Linked DNA regions of Mus musculus: all the other regions are linked to region 1. The links are chromatin contacts, called in public Hi-C and HiCAR-type maps. All regions are on one chromosome and are shown on one strand. Each heading gives the region's core, a stretch centred on a gene start, on an enhancer-like site or on the middle of the called end of the contact. The rest is flanking DNA. Distances are from core to core; before and after follow the strand shown. Region 1 holds the start of Morc2b (microrchidia 2B). Region 2 holds the start of Zfp952 (zinc finger protein 952). Region 3 holds the start of Zfp81 (zinc finger protein 81).

Evidence for each region. A called contact is a pair of places that touch in the nucleus more often than the background predicts. HiCAR-type assays count read pairs that join an accessible place to other places.
Region 2: a Hi-C map of nephron progenitors shows a contact between it and region 1, with 3 times the contacts expected there. The contact joins the promoter of Zfp952 here to the promoter of Morc2b in region 1. A contact is called at or near these places in 4 of 39 promoter capture datasets (embryonic stem cells and stem cell-derived epiblast-like cells), 1 of 484 Hi-C or Micro-C datasets (nephron progenitors), 4 of 115 datasets of contacts at active chromatin or transcription factors (embryonic stem cells and stem cell-derived neural progenitor cells) and 2 of 9 other capture datasets (adipose tissue and liver).
Region 3: a contact with region 1 is called in a HiCAR-type map of embryonic stem cells, with 5 times the contacts expected there. The contact joins the promoter of Zfp81 here to the promoter of Morc2b in region 1. A contact is called at or near these places in 1 of 39 promoter capture datasets (liver) and 1 of 115 datasets of contacts at active chromatin or transcription factors (embryonic stem cells).

Annotation. Positions count from the first base shown.
Region 1 is chr17:33,137,797-33,141,691 of GRCm38.p6, forward strand. Morc2b (microrchidia 2B) reads right to left here and starts at 1,887. Exons shown (of 2, transcript NM_177719.4): 1 at 1,411-1,887; 2 at 1-1,026. The coding sequence starts at 1,000. Gm52288 (a long non-coding RNA gene) reads left to right here and starts at 2,235. Exons shown (of 3, transcript XR_003952262.1): 1 at 2,235-2,296.
Region 2 is chr17:32,991,257-32,994,814 of GRCm38.p6, forward strand. It overlaps Zfp952 (zinc finger protein 952), which reads left to right and starts at 1,883. Exons shown (of 4, transcript NM_001045559.1): 1 at 1,883-2,002. The coding sequence starts at 1,982.
Region 3 is chr17:33,356,912-33,360,487 of GRCm38.p6, forward strand. It overlaps Zfp81 (zinc finger protein 81), which reads right to left and starts at 1,967. Exons shown (of 4, transcript NM_207541.1): 1 at 1,823-1,967. The coding sequence starts at 1,825.

The DNA.
Region 1 (3,895 bases), core at 637-3,136:
GACGCAACATCACCCTGGAGTCCCGGGTGATGTCTCCACCCATGTGTATTTCTAATGTACGGGCTTTGCTCTCTGCTTCCCGGGCCTTCTCTTCCGCGAGCTGTGCTACCTGGTCTGCCTTCTTCACCTCTTGTTCTGCCCTGGTCTTAAAACGGTGTGACGTGAAGGTGTACTTCCTGGGTTTATACAGGCAGCAGCAGAGCTTTTTGGTCTGCACCTTGTGCCCGTGAATAAAAATCCTCATCCGAGGATCGATATACAGCACAGCAGCGTAGGCACAGAAGGAGTGCCGCTCTGGCTTCACGCCTTCTTGGGAGATCTCTGCCATCCGGATATCTTTTGGATTTGAGGTTACGTCTAGTTCGGGTTCTCCGTTGTCCGTGAGTTTGAGATTGAAAATGACGACCAGGGTTCCACTAGTCCCAGAAATCTTTGTAAACTGGGTCATCACTTCTTCCTCAGTGTGGAAGGGAGAATACTTGTAGATGAGCTCTGTCTCAATGGCAAACTTCTCCATGTTATCTGTGACAGGTTCTCGTGTCTGACTATTCCAAGTAGGCAAAGGGACTATCACCTCATCAATGCCTTCTTCCTCATGAAAGGTTCGAGACAGGAAGAGGCAACTCATGGTGTTTTCTTTCTTAGTGAAGAGGATAAAATCCTTCCCAATACGCATTGAGCCTGATTTTAGTCCATTCCCGTACCGCCCAATCTGTGTGGACTCTGGTGTTCGTTTGGCTGATTTCCCAAACTGGATCACATTGATGACATCGTTTGGATCCATTCCGACTCCATTATCCAGAAAACAAAGCATGAATCCTCCTTGAAGGTCCTCTCGCTTTTCAGCGTAAATATCTATCCGGGTGGCATCAGCATCCCTCGCATTATCAATCAGTTCAGCAAGAGCACCAAACAAAAATGCATGGGTAGTTGAATTTGTGTGTAGATAGTCAAAGGTTAGTTGAGCCCGGTTGAGAGTGCTGTAATTGGTAAACGCCATGACTCAAATGAAGCCTCCAGTCTTACCTAGTAACAGAGAAATATATGTATTGGGGCAGATTTTTAAAGGTTCTACTCAGTAAAGGGTAGTTTCTGCTTCTTACTGATAGATAAAAGAAGTTACTTAGTAACTATCCAAAATACAGAGATATCTGAAACCGAGATTTATTTTTTCCTTTCGTTCTAATTTTCAATGAATATGATGCAATTATTTGGGGTGGGTGGGTGAAGCCTCAACCTGCATTTCTAAAGAACGTTGAGTGTTTTTTTTTTTTTTTTTTTTTTAGTTCATTTCAGATGATCTGGTTTAAAAGTAGGTGGTCCTTAACAGCTCAACTTGATTGTTAACTGTTTTATCTGGACATTCTTTGAGCCATTTCATGTCCTAAATTTTCTAACGAGAAGACTTACCAGTGTGGAAATCGACGTCTACCAGGAAACTTAACTTTCATCTACATCTTCACTATTCTTTAATAGCTGTAGTACTAGAAGGTCCTTTCACAGCGTAGATAGTTGTACATCCGGTATCCCATTTGGCAACTGAAAAAAGGTCTTTGTGATTCCTTACCAGTCTTTCAAATTCAAACCCAGTTTAATGTTATGCCACAATCACCACAGGGTGCTCTGTGAAATGACCTCACAGTAGTCAACAGAAACTCCTCATAACAGACCCACCCAAATCTTACGTGGCTGGCTATGGTCCTACACCATTCCCTGTCCGACTTGGGATCCTGCAGCTACTTCCCCCTCTCCGGGAGGAGTGAGTCTCAGCTTGCAAGGCTGAGACCCAAGGTGTAGGACAGTTGCAACCGCACCACTAACCAGCTTGTGCGCACTGGCCGGCCACTGGCCACAACTCCCAGAAGCCCTTGTCCCTCTGTTTAGAATTCGGAATTCAACCGCCGCAGCGCGCTTGGAACCACGGGCCGCCTCCGCCTCCATGGAGCGTCACCTGACTGCTGAACTAGGTCACTCACTACATAGCTAAAGAGCAGAGCTCGACTGGATTGTAATAATGGGTGCTGGACCAAAGGATGGCAGGAGTAACAGCATGAATTTAGAGCTTGCTGCTTCTCTGCCATCGCTAAAGCTATCCCATTTTCTGCTTTTGTGTCGTTCATGCTCACAGCTCCAGGCCTTTTTTATTAGACACTTTTCCTGTTATCTAGTGACTATATGTCATTTGTGTGTGGATGCCTGCAGAAGCTGACTGATCCTCTGGAGTTGGAGTTACAGGCAGTTTGTCAGCCTCCGGACCTGGGTGCTGGGAATCGAAGGCGGTTCTCAAGAAAGAGCAGTAAGCCCTCTTAACCCTTGAGCCATCTCCCCAGACTCAAGCTGTAGTCCTTCTTAAATTCTTTGAGCAAGGTGCCAAGGACCTAATTAGCCTGGCACAGACACCATTAGTAACAGTGGAACCAAGGAACCTATTTTTGCTGCTTAGACATTTTAATGCACAACTGTTCTAGCACTTGGAGTGTGGATGCAGGAGGATCATAGATGATAAGAGTCCATCTTGGGCTATGTGAGACCACATTTCTCACCTCCCCAAGCCACCATTGTAGAGTAAAAGGGCCAGGGAAGGAACACCCTGACCTGTGATCTCAAGCTCAAAAGAAAAACATTGTGCCCCTGGCTTGACCTCAAGTTCAGAGGCTTGGAAATCACTATTACCACCCTTAGCTCAAGTTTATTGAACAAATGATATTTCCTAATCTTCCATACTTTCCCATCAAGCTCACGGAACATGCTCTAAAAACCCTATAAAAGTCTTCCTTTCTGTCCAGCCCTCTGCTGTCTCTTCCTGGTCAGTGGCAGACTAACCCCAGTAAATCTTTTGTATGAGGCTTGTTGCATGGTGTGACTGCATGATATTCATTGCCAATATGTTCTTGCAATAGGAAAACCATTGTCTCTTAGAACCCTCCCCTCTTCTCGCCAGGTATGGGAGCTGGGTTGTGAAGGGCTTATGGCTGGAATCTCATTTCAAAAGCACACCGTTTAAGAAACGGCTTTCCTCCTCTACTTCCTCCTCTTCCTTTTCTTCTTCCATATTTTTTGTTTTTGTTTTTGAGGCAGAGTTTCTCTGTCTAGCCCTGGCTGTCCTGGAACTCACTTTGTAGACCAAGCTGGCCTGGAACTCAGAAATCTGCCTGCCTCTGCTGGGATTAAAGGCGTGCTCCACCACGTCCTGCTCTTCCACATTTTGTTCTTCTTCCTCTTCTACCTCTTCTTCCTCCTCTTCCTCCTCCTCCTCCTCCTCCTTCTCCTCCTCCTCCTTCTCCTCCTTCAGAGCTTAGCCAGTGAGCTGCTATTTGGGTCCCAGGCTACCAAGCCTCTAGTTCAAGAGAACTGGGCTTTCAGGAGGCCCAGAAAAAACCTTCTAAAAACAGTTAGAATCACTTCCTTTTGTTGTTATTGTGCAGAGACCCTAAATTGCTCAGTAGATCTTTGTGTCCTATTGGGCTCAGAAGTTGAGCTAAGGAAGAGGTAACAGCACCACCGGGTTTGAGTATGAGTCATCTTGACAGTAGGAGCAGCTATGAATGTTTTCAAAGTTTTCTCATCTCTCCCAGATTAGGTATCTTGTCATTTGGAGACTGTGGATCCAAGATTTACAGCCAATCCGAGCATGGGGTCTGTCCAAGGTGTCCAAGGCAAAAGTGAGAAGGTGGCCTATGGTCTGTAACCTGTGGCTGCTGTTCTAGGTGTCAGGTTGTCTGCCACCTGTGTCTCACTTGGTCTGTGTCTTATAAGATCAGAGTAGATATGATTCAAAGACAGCTGCAGAACCACAGGCCACCACAGCATGGATGAGAACTCACAAAAACTGGGAACCTGGGCACACTATGTAGCCTGTGGGCAGCTCACCAGGTTGGAGAATACTCCTGCCTTC
Region 2 (3,558 bases), core at 633-3,132, 150 kb before region 1:
AAGCATTTCCACTAAAATCAGGCCTAACCTACGCAGTGGTAGCACATGCCTTTAATCCCAGCACTTGGGAGGCAGAGGCAGGCAGATCTCTGAGTTCGAGCCAGCCTGGTCTACAAAGTGAGTTCCATGACAGGCAAGGCTGCATATAAAAACCCTGTCTTGAAAAATCTAAACCAAAGGCAAAACCCATAACTTGAGTGTGGATGACACTTTCCCCCTTGTGACTATTAAGGCATTGGAAGGTCAGTCTCCTGGTAGAGAAAGTAGTGGAAGACATGGAGAGCTTCCAGAGTGAATGTTCGGTGTCTCTGGCTCATTATGACCTGTAAGGAGACAGTTGTCTGAGTCCAGTAGTCTTAAGGACAACTTCTCCATCTTACTGGTTGGGTCAAACTGAGTTCATGTTCCCAGGCCCAGGAACCAACTCTGATTCTGTTGTTTCACATGCTTCTTGCTTGTCTGATAACCAGTAAAGAATATATAAAAAAAAAAAAAAAAAAAGAAGTTGCCTGTTAAGGAAACTAAGGTACACACGCCATAAATCTATACACTGATTGCCTGTCATGACCTAACTGATTACATGCAGCTTGCCCACCCCTTTGCACCCTTATCATTTTGAGTTACAGGCCAAATGTCCAGGATTTCAAGGACATTGAAACTGGGTGGCCCCAGATAAGGCCCAGTCGCCAATGTGCATCACCTTCCTGACTGACTGCTCCCAGTCAGGGGCAGAGCCACAATGGAAACTCCTTTGTTCAACCCATTGTGTCAAAATATGAGTGGACGGGCTGGAGAGATGGCTCAGCGGTTAAGAGCACTGACTGCTCTTCTGAAGATCCTGAGTTCAATTCCCAGCAACCGCATGGTGGCTCACAACCATCCGTAAGGAGATCTGGCGCCCTCTTCTGGAATGTCTGAAGACAGCTACAATGTACTTACATGTAATAAATAAATCTTTAAAAAAAAATATGAGTGGACAATGCTACAGCCCACCCGGCTTCCCCCTGAACTTGTGGTTTCATCCTTTAATATGCTATACTATTTCCCTTCAGGTATGCAGTAGAGATCCCGAGCTGGCTACCTCTCTGTGTACTCAGAGAATAAAACTTTCATTTTAAGCTGCTGTCTTTGAAATCAATTTTCTTGGCTTCTCCCCGAACCTAACAGATCCACTGTGAAGCTCTTGGTCCAAAATCAGTGTTGATCTGGGAGGCTGAGACCATTTTACATTCCTGAATATAGAGGATTTCCTTGGGCAAAGAAACCTTTTTGGCTGACGTCCAAAGGCTGCTTTTCAGACCTGTTGAATCCTTTGTAGAAAACTTCGGGTGTGCAATTCCATTTTTCTCCAGACAATTTATAGTTGAATTCATTGTTGATATGTTTTAATTTTCTTGGCAGAAAACGGGTATATTGAAACACAAGGTTTGCGAAAGCTTTAGCTTAACCTCCCCAAATCTTGAGCTTGCATGTCAGGTCCTCTTTTTTTCCCTATGCCCCCAGATTGACATAGGGACTCTTCCTAAGGAAAAGTCTTGGGTTTTCTCCTTGGGGTACTGACACTAGAGGCTCCACTGTAAAGCTGTAGCATTAGTTCTTTAGGGGATAGGGTGTGTAGTTGGAAAACGCATGCACTAAGAATCCTGCTGAATGTTTCCTTAAATGCCACAAAACTTCAGGTTGCGCCAGGTTTGTTCTAGTGAAGAGCAAGCTAAAAGGGTCATGAGTGACAACTGTGATTTTAGCTGCAGCGGTACTCAGAAAGGCTGATTTCTTTTTAATTAAGCTCGTAGGAGGCAGGGGGAGTTATTCACCAATCAACGGCGCTGTTATTCCCCTGTCCAATAAGAAGCGCAGATAATCGAAGGGTTCCTCACTTGCTACCATCTTGAAGCCGGTGCAGCTGCGGGAAGAGTCGTGTCAACTCTTCTTCGGTTACTGTCACTTCTTCTAATTTCAGGCTCCTTGGAGAGGACACAGTATGCATCAAAAGCAGAGAATGGTGAGTGTGTCACGGGCTCCTGGCTTCGAGGATGGCAGATCTGTGACACTGCCAGGAGACCAGGGTCCAGTTCTGTCCCTTCACTACGAAACGGGTTTCATGCCAGTCCTTTCAGTGTGGGTCCATGCCTCGAACTTACACCTCTGCAGAATTTGCAGCGCTGGTAGATTGGTGATGCTGAACGCAAACTGCGTTTTGAACGACAGAGGGTGTGTGAGCGCTGTTGCGGGTCTTTCTGCCCTTGCACTTTCGTTTGCCCTGCTGTAGTTTTCCTCCGTGATCACGGTGTGTTTTTCTTTCGTTTTCTTTATTTTTTTCAGCTGTTGGGGGTCCCCCCAAAACAAAACACAAGCAGGCACAAGAGTCCAGCAAAGCAAGATCTTTATTTTAATTAAGCAGAAAAACCTGACCGGTCAGGGACAATAGCATAGACCCCGTCCCGGAAGGAAAATTGCACAGCATATTTCGGATGAGACCTCAGAGCAAAGGGGAGTGGAGTGAGTGGGCTGTAGCGTTGTCCAGCCGTATTTTGACATAAGGGGTTGGGCAAGGGAGTCGCCAATGTGATTTTGATGACTCCTGCGGCTTGTCACAGGAAAGGGGTAAAGGAATCATTGGTGATGAAGCCTCCCCTGGGCCACCTGGTTTCAAGGCTTTTTTCTCAGAATCTTGGTGGTCAGGCCTCATCCTGGACATTTGGTGAGTAACTCAAAATGATGAGGGGCAAAGGAGCTGGTTCCTGGGCCTGGGAACACGGACTCAGTTTGTTTCTGTCAGCAGGATAGTGAAGCTGTCCTTGAGATGCGTGGATTCAGACAACTGTCTCCTTACAGTAGGGCCAGTTGAACCCGAGGCTTTATTTATGTTAGGCAAAGGCTCCTTGTTGTGTAGAGGGCATTTTTCTCCATTGGAAATCTATTTCAACCTCGCTTTTGAGCTCTCTTTTGAATAATAATGCTGGTCAAAATAGTTAAAAGTGGAAATATGGAAAAATGGGGGGAAAGCCTGAGGGAAGGGATTCATGTAGCTGTAATTTGGTTTTCCTTGGTGGGTTTCTCCGAACAGAAAGAATTAGGAGAGTTCGTCAATTAGTCTTTAATTGGAATACAGTTCTTGGAAGAAATATTAAATCTTTGGTGTTTTTGCCTTCAACTACTTGTTCTATGTAGATAGTAATCTCTGACCATCAAGAAAGTCGGGGATGATCAGCCTGACACAAAGGCACCATTTATTTTTTTCCTTGAAATGGTTGAAACTGTTTTTGACTTTTCCTGCTGCCTGTGTATCTGCATGTAGAGTTCTCAGCTACCTCTCCAGCACTGTGTCTGCCTGCGTGCCACCATGCTGCCCACTCTAACAATGGACTAAAGCTCTGAAACTTCTTGCACGTGGCAGAGAGACACCGGCTACTTAAGAATGTTGCCGATCACTTCTCTGACTTTTGGGTAAGCCCAAGTTCAGAATGCTGCCTTGGAGGAAGTAATGAGACGGCTTATTCTGAGCTAAAAATGAGTGACATCTGCCCTGAAGCAACCCAAGTTTTTGTGGATAATGTG
Region 3 (3,576 bases), core at 717-3,216, 220 kb after region 1:
GTAGCAAGAGGTAAGCTCATTCATACCTCTCATAGCTACAAATGTTTACATACAAATGCAAAATAGGAGTAAAAACAAAATAAAACAAAAAGCAACCTGAAGATTAACATAAGAAAGAAGCCAGTCAGCAAAGGAAGATCTTAAGCCCTTTCTTACTGGGGCGCGCTCAAGAAAAGCTCCTGGTATATAAACTGGATGTTTTGCAAATGTCTCACAACATGTCATGGATCACATTTTCTCAGACTTTGTCTCTGGTGTAATCCTTCCGTGTATGAAACAAGACCCTGTAAATCAGGTCCCCTCTGAACTCAAATCCAAGTCTCAACACTTAGAAAATATGCTTTCCTTAACACCCTTGGCTTCCTCACTGTTTCTCTGATCTCCATGTTGAACTTAAAAGGCATCCTTTTGTTTTGTTTTCTCGCCTAACCACAAATGCCAATATTTAAAGCTTGCCTGCCCTGTTTTCTGCTTTCCCCCTCTCAACCTCAAAAACTCGATTAAATTTTCCTCTGGTTACCCTCCAAGTTCATCTTCAATTTAGAGCCAAAAAAGCTACCGCGGCTTCCCATACACACACTGAGAATTCAGAATGCCGAATAAATAGTTCAACTTAATGGCTCAAACACAAGGTCTTAGGAAAACAACAAAATGTCAGACTTAAGAGCAAAAGACAGCAAGAAGTAAAAAATAAGTTGAAAAATTATTGAAATTGACTCAAAGAATACACACAGTCAATGTCAATCTCAGAAATGGTTCTTTTAAAAAACAGTAAAATAGGCAAAACTGTAGTCAAGCTAACAAAAAAGAGGGAAGAGACAAATTAATAAAGTCATAAATTAGGGGAGGTTGCAAGAGACTAAAAAAAAAAAAGACAGGAAAAAAGAAAAGCAGTGGACCATTTGGTAGTATTTTGAAAAAAATACCCCCCACGAGGAAAAGAAATATATGCAAGAAATGGTTTGATTCTGAGTCGCATACAACAAGCTAAAATTAAATCAAGAGGATATAAACAACTTACGAATATTCATAACGATGAGATAGAAACAGATATAACCCTCTCATCCCTTCTGTTCAAGTCCACAGCCAAAGAATCTACCACGTTTTTGTTTGTTTTTACAATTAAATTATTCATCCCATCTCATGCTTTTTTTTTTACAGCCAGCAATGCTAGAAGAAAAAAAAAATTCCCCCAAATTTCACCTGTGCCTAGACAATTAATTGCCCAATTGGTTGGTGAATCCAAACAATTTTGAAGCAAATTGAAAATCCTCTCTTCCTTGCAAGCCGGAGCATTCCTCCCACTCTCAGCCCAGAGGGAGCAAACAAATCCTCCTGCATTAACGCTAACAGCAAAAACCAGGATGCGGGATAGGTTTACAGTTCATTGGTAAAAGGATTGCCTAGAATGAGCAAAGCCTGAGGTTCGATGCCCACGAAGGAAGGAAGGAAGGAAGGAAGGAAGGAACGAACAGCGTTTATCAAAGCCCCTCACAACAGTCTAAATGCTACAGAGCATCACGCCAACTCGCCAGCGATGCAGTCTGGAGAGGCGCTGTCTCACCCGAGAGCACAGCGGACTAGAAGACACTGCTTCAGAAGGGGGGCGGGGCAGGGCAGGGCCGGACCGACAGGACCAGACCCCAGGCTCCCCGCTGCCTGCTCTGCACGGAATTAAAACGCACGTGGGTGAGAGGGCGCGGGTGACAGACTCCTGCACAGAATCAGGCGAACGTCAGTGCCGCGGCACCACACAGGGACAAAGCCTCCGCGATGTCACCAACGTGCCACGCACGACTCCAGGAACACAGGGCACACTCACCATTTCCTGATTTCACACGCGAGCAGTGTGCTTCCTAAAGGGCCTACAATCAGCAGAAGGGACAGCGACTCAGGCCAAGTCACCACCTGCCTCCCTGGAGCTACACAGGACTCAAACAGGGCGGCAATGGCGGCACCCTCTGACTATCCATGCTCCTCATTGGGCAGTTCATGCAGGAAAGTAACAACGTCCCTGATTGGTGAACGGTACCGACCCGCCTCTTTAACTCTTTTCAGCGCGTTTAAATGGAACTCACCCGGCAAACTGACTACAGAACCTCCCTAACTCTGGCTCCCCCAAACCCCTGGAGTAAACCCGGAGTATATTTGGTGTCATTCTATTTAAAGAGAATATACTTCGGGGTTTTTAGAGCACACATTTAGTTCTTCGTGTGAGTTCCTCGTGCCTTTCCGCTTACTCACACTACTTTTTTTGTGAACATTCAGGACTCAGTGACATTAGGACAAAGCCAATGACACACATCCCTACCTCCAGTTTTAGCGATAGAGGCTTGGCCGGCTTTTTACGTGGGTTCTGGGGATCCAAACGCAGATCCTCATGAAGGATAATCAGGCATTTTACCAACCAACCCATCTCACCAGCGCTTCTTTGGGCTTGTACTATAGGTGGTCATTACGCTGCTTACTGTACAGTGTTTGGGTTTTATAACGTACAGAGAATGCTGAATTCAGAATATATCTTCAACATGAAGAACTTGTGCGGTGGTTAAGATTAGAGATGCATTTCACCAAACTCCTAGAAATAGTGTTTGTGGATTTGGTTTATTTCGGCTAGAACTTCAATGTGGCTGTAGAATACACTGTCCCACTTCTGAATATTAAGATGTGGAGCACTTGTTACTCTTACAGAGGCCCTGGGATTGCTTTCAATCATCCACACGATCGTTTGAAAACATCTTAACTCCAAGAGCTTCATCACCTTTTTAATTCACAGGCACCAGGTTCTCACATGGTGCACATACATACATTCATACACATATAAAAATAATCTTAAAATTTTAAAAGAAGTATATATGAAACCAGATATAGGAGAAAGAGTCATTATAACTTTTAAGAGAGAATGTAAATTAATACAGACACAAAAATAAAGTATGAAGATTTCTAAGAACAAACAAACAAAAACAACTTAAAATTGTTTAGCATGGTGGTACAGACCTTTAATTACAGGACTTTGGAGGCAAGAAGTTAAAGGTCATTGTGAAGAAAAGGAAGAGGAAGAGGAGGAGGAGGAAGAGGAAGAGGAGGAGGAGGAGAGAGAAAGAAGGAAGGAAGGAAGGAAGGAAGGAAGGAAGGAAGGAAGGAAGGAAGGAAGGAAAGAGAGTTCCAGGACAGCCAGGGACACACAGAAACCATTCTGAAAACAAACAAACAAACAAACAAAACCTCAAAACTAAAGGTCACAAACTAAAACCAGCACCCTTTGCTAGGAAAGAGAAAGGAAAGAATTTTACTATACATAAGAAATGAATGGACATGGACTGGAGAGATGGCTCAGAAGTTAAGAGCACTGGCTGCTCTTCCAGAGGTCCTGAGTTCAACTTATAGCCATCACACAGTGGTTCATGACTATCTATAATAGGATCTGGTGCTGTCTTGTGGCCTGTAAGCATATATGCATACATACTGTATACACAATAAATAAATCTTAAAGAGAAATGCACATTAATGTTTATTATAGCACTGCTCAAAAATAGCTAAGCTCTGAAATCTGCCAAGATCTTGTTAAGACACAAA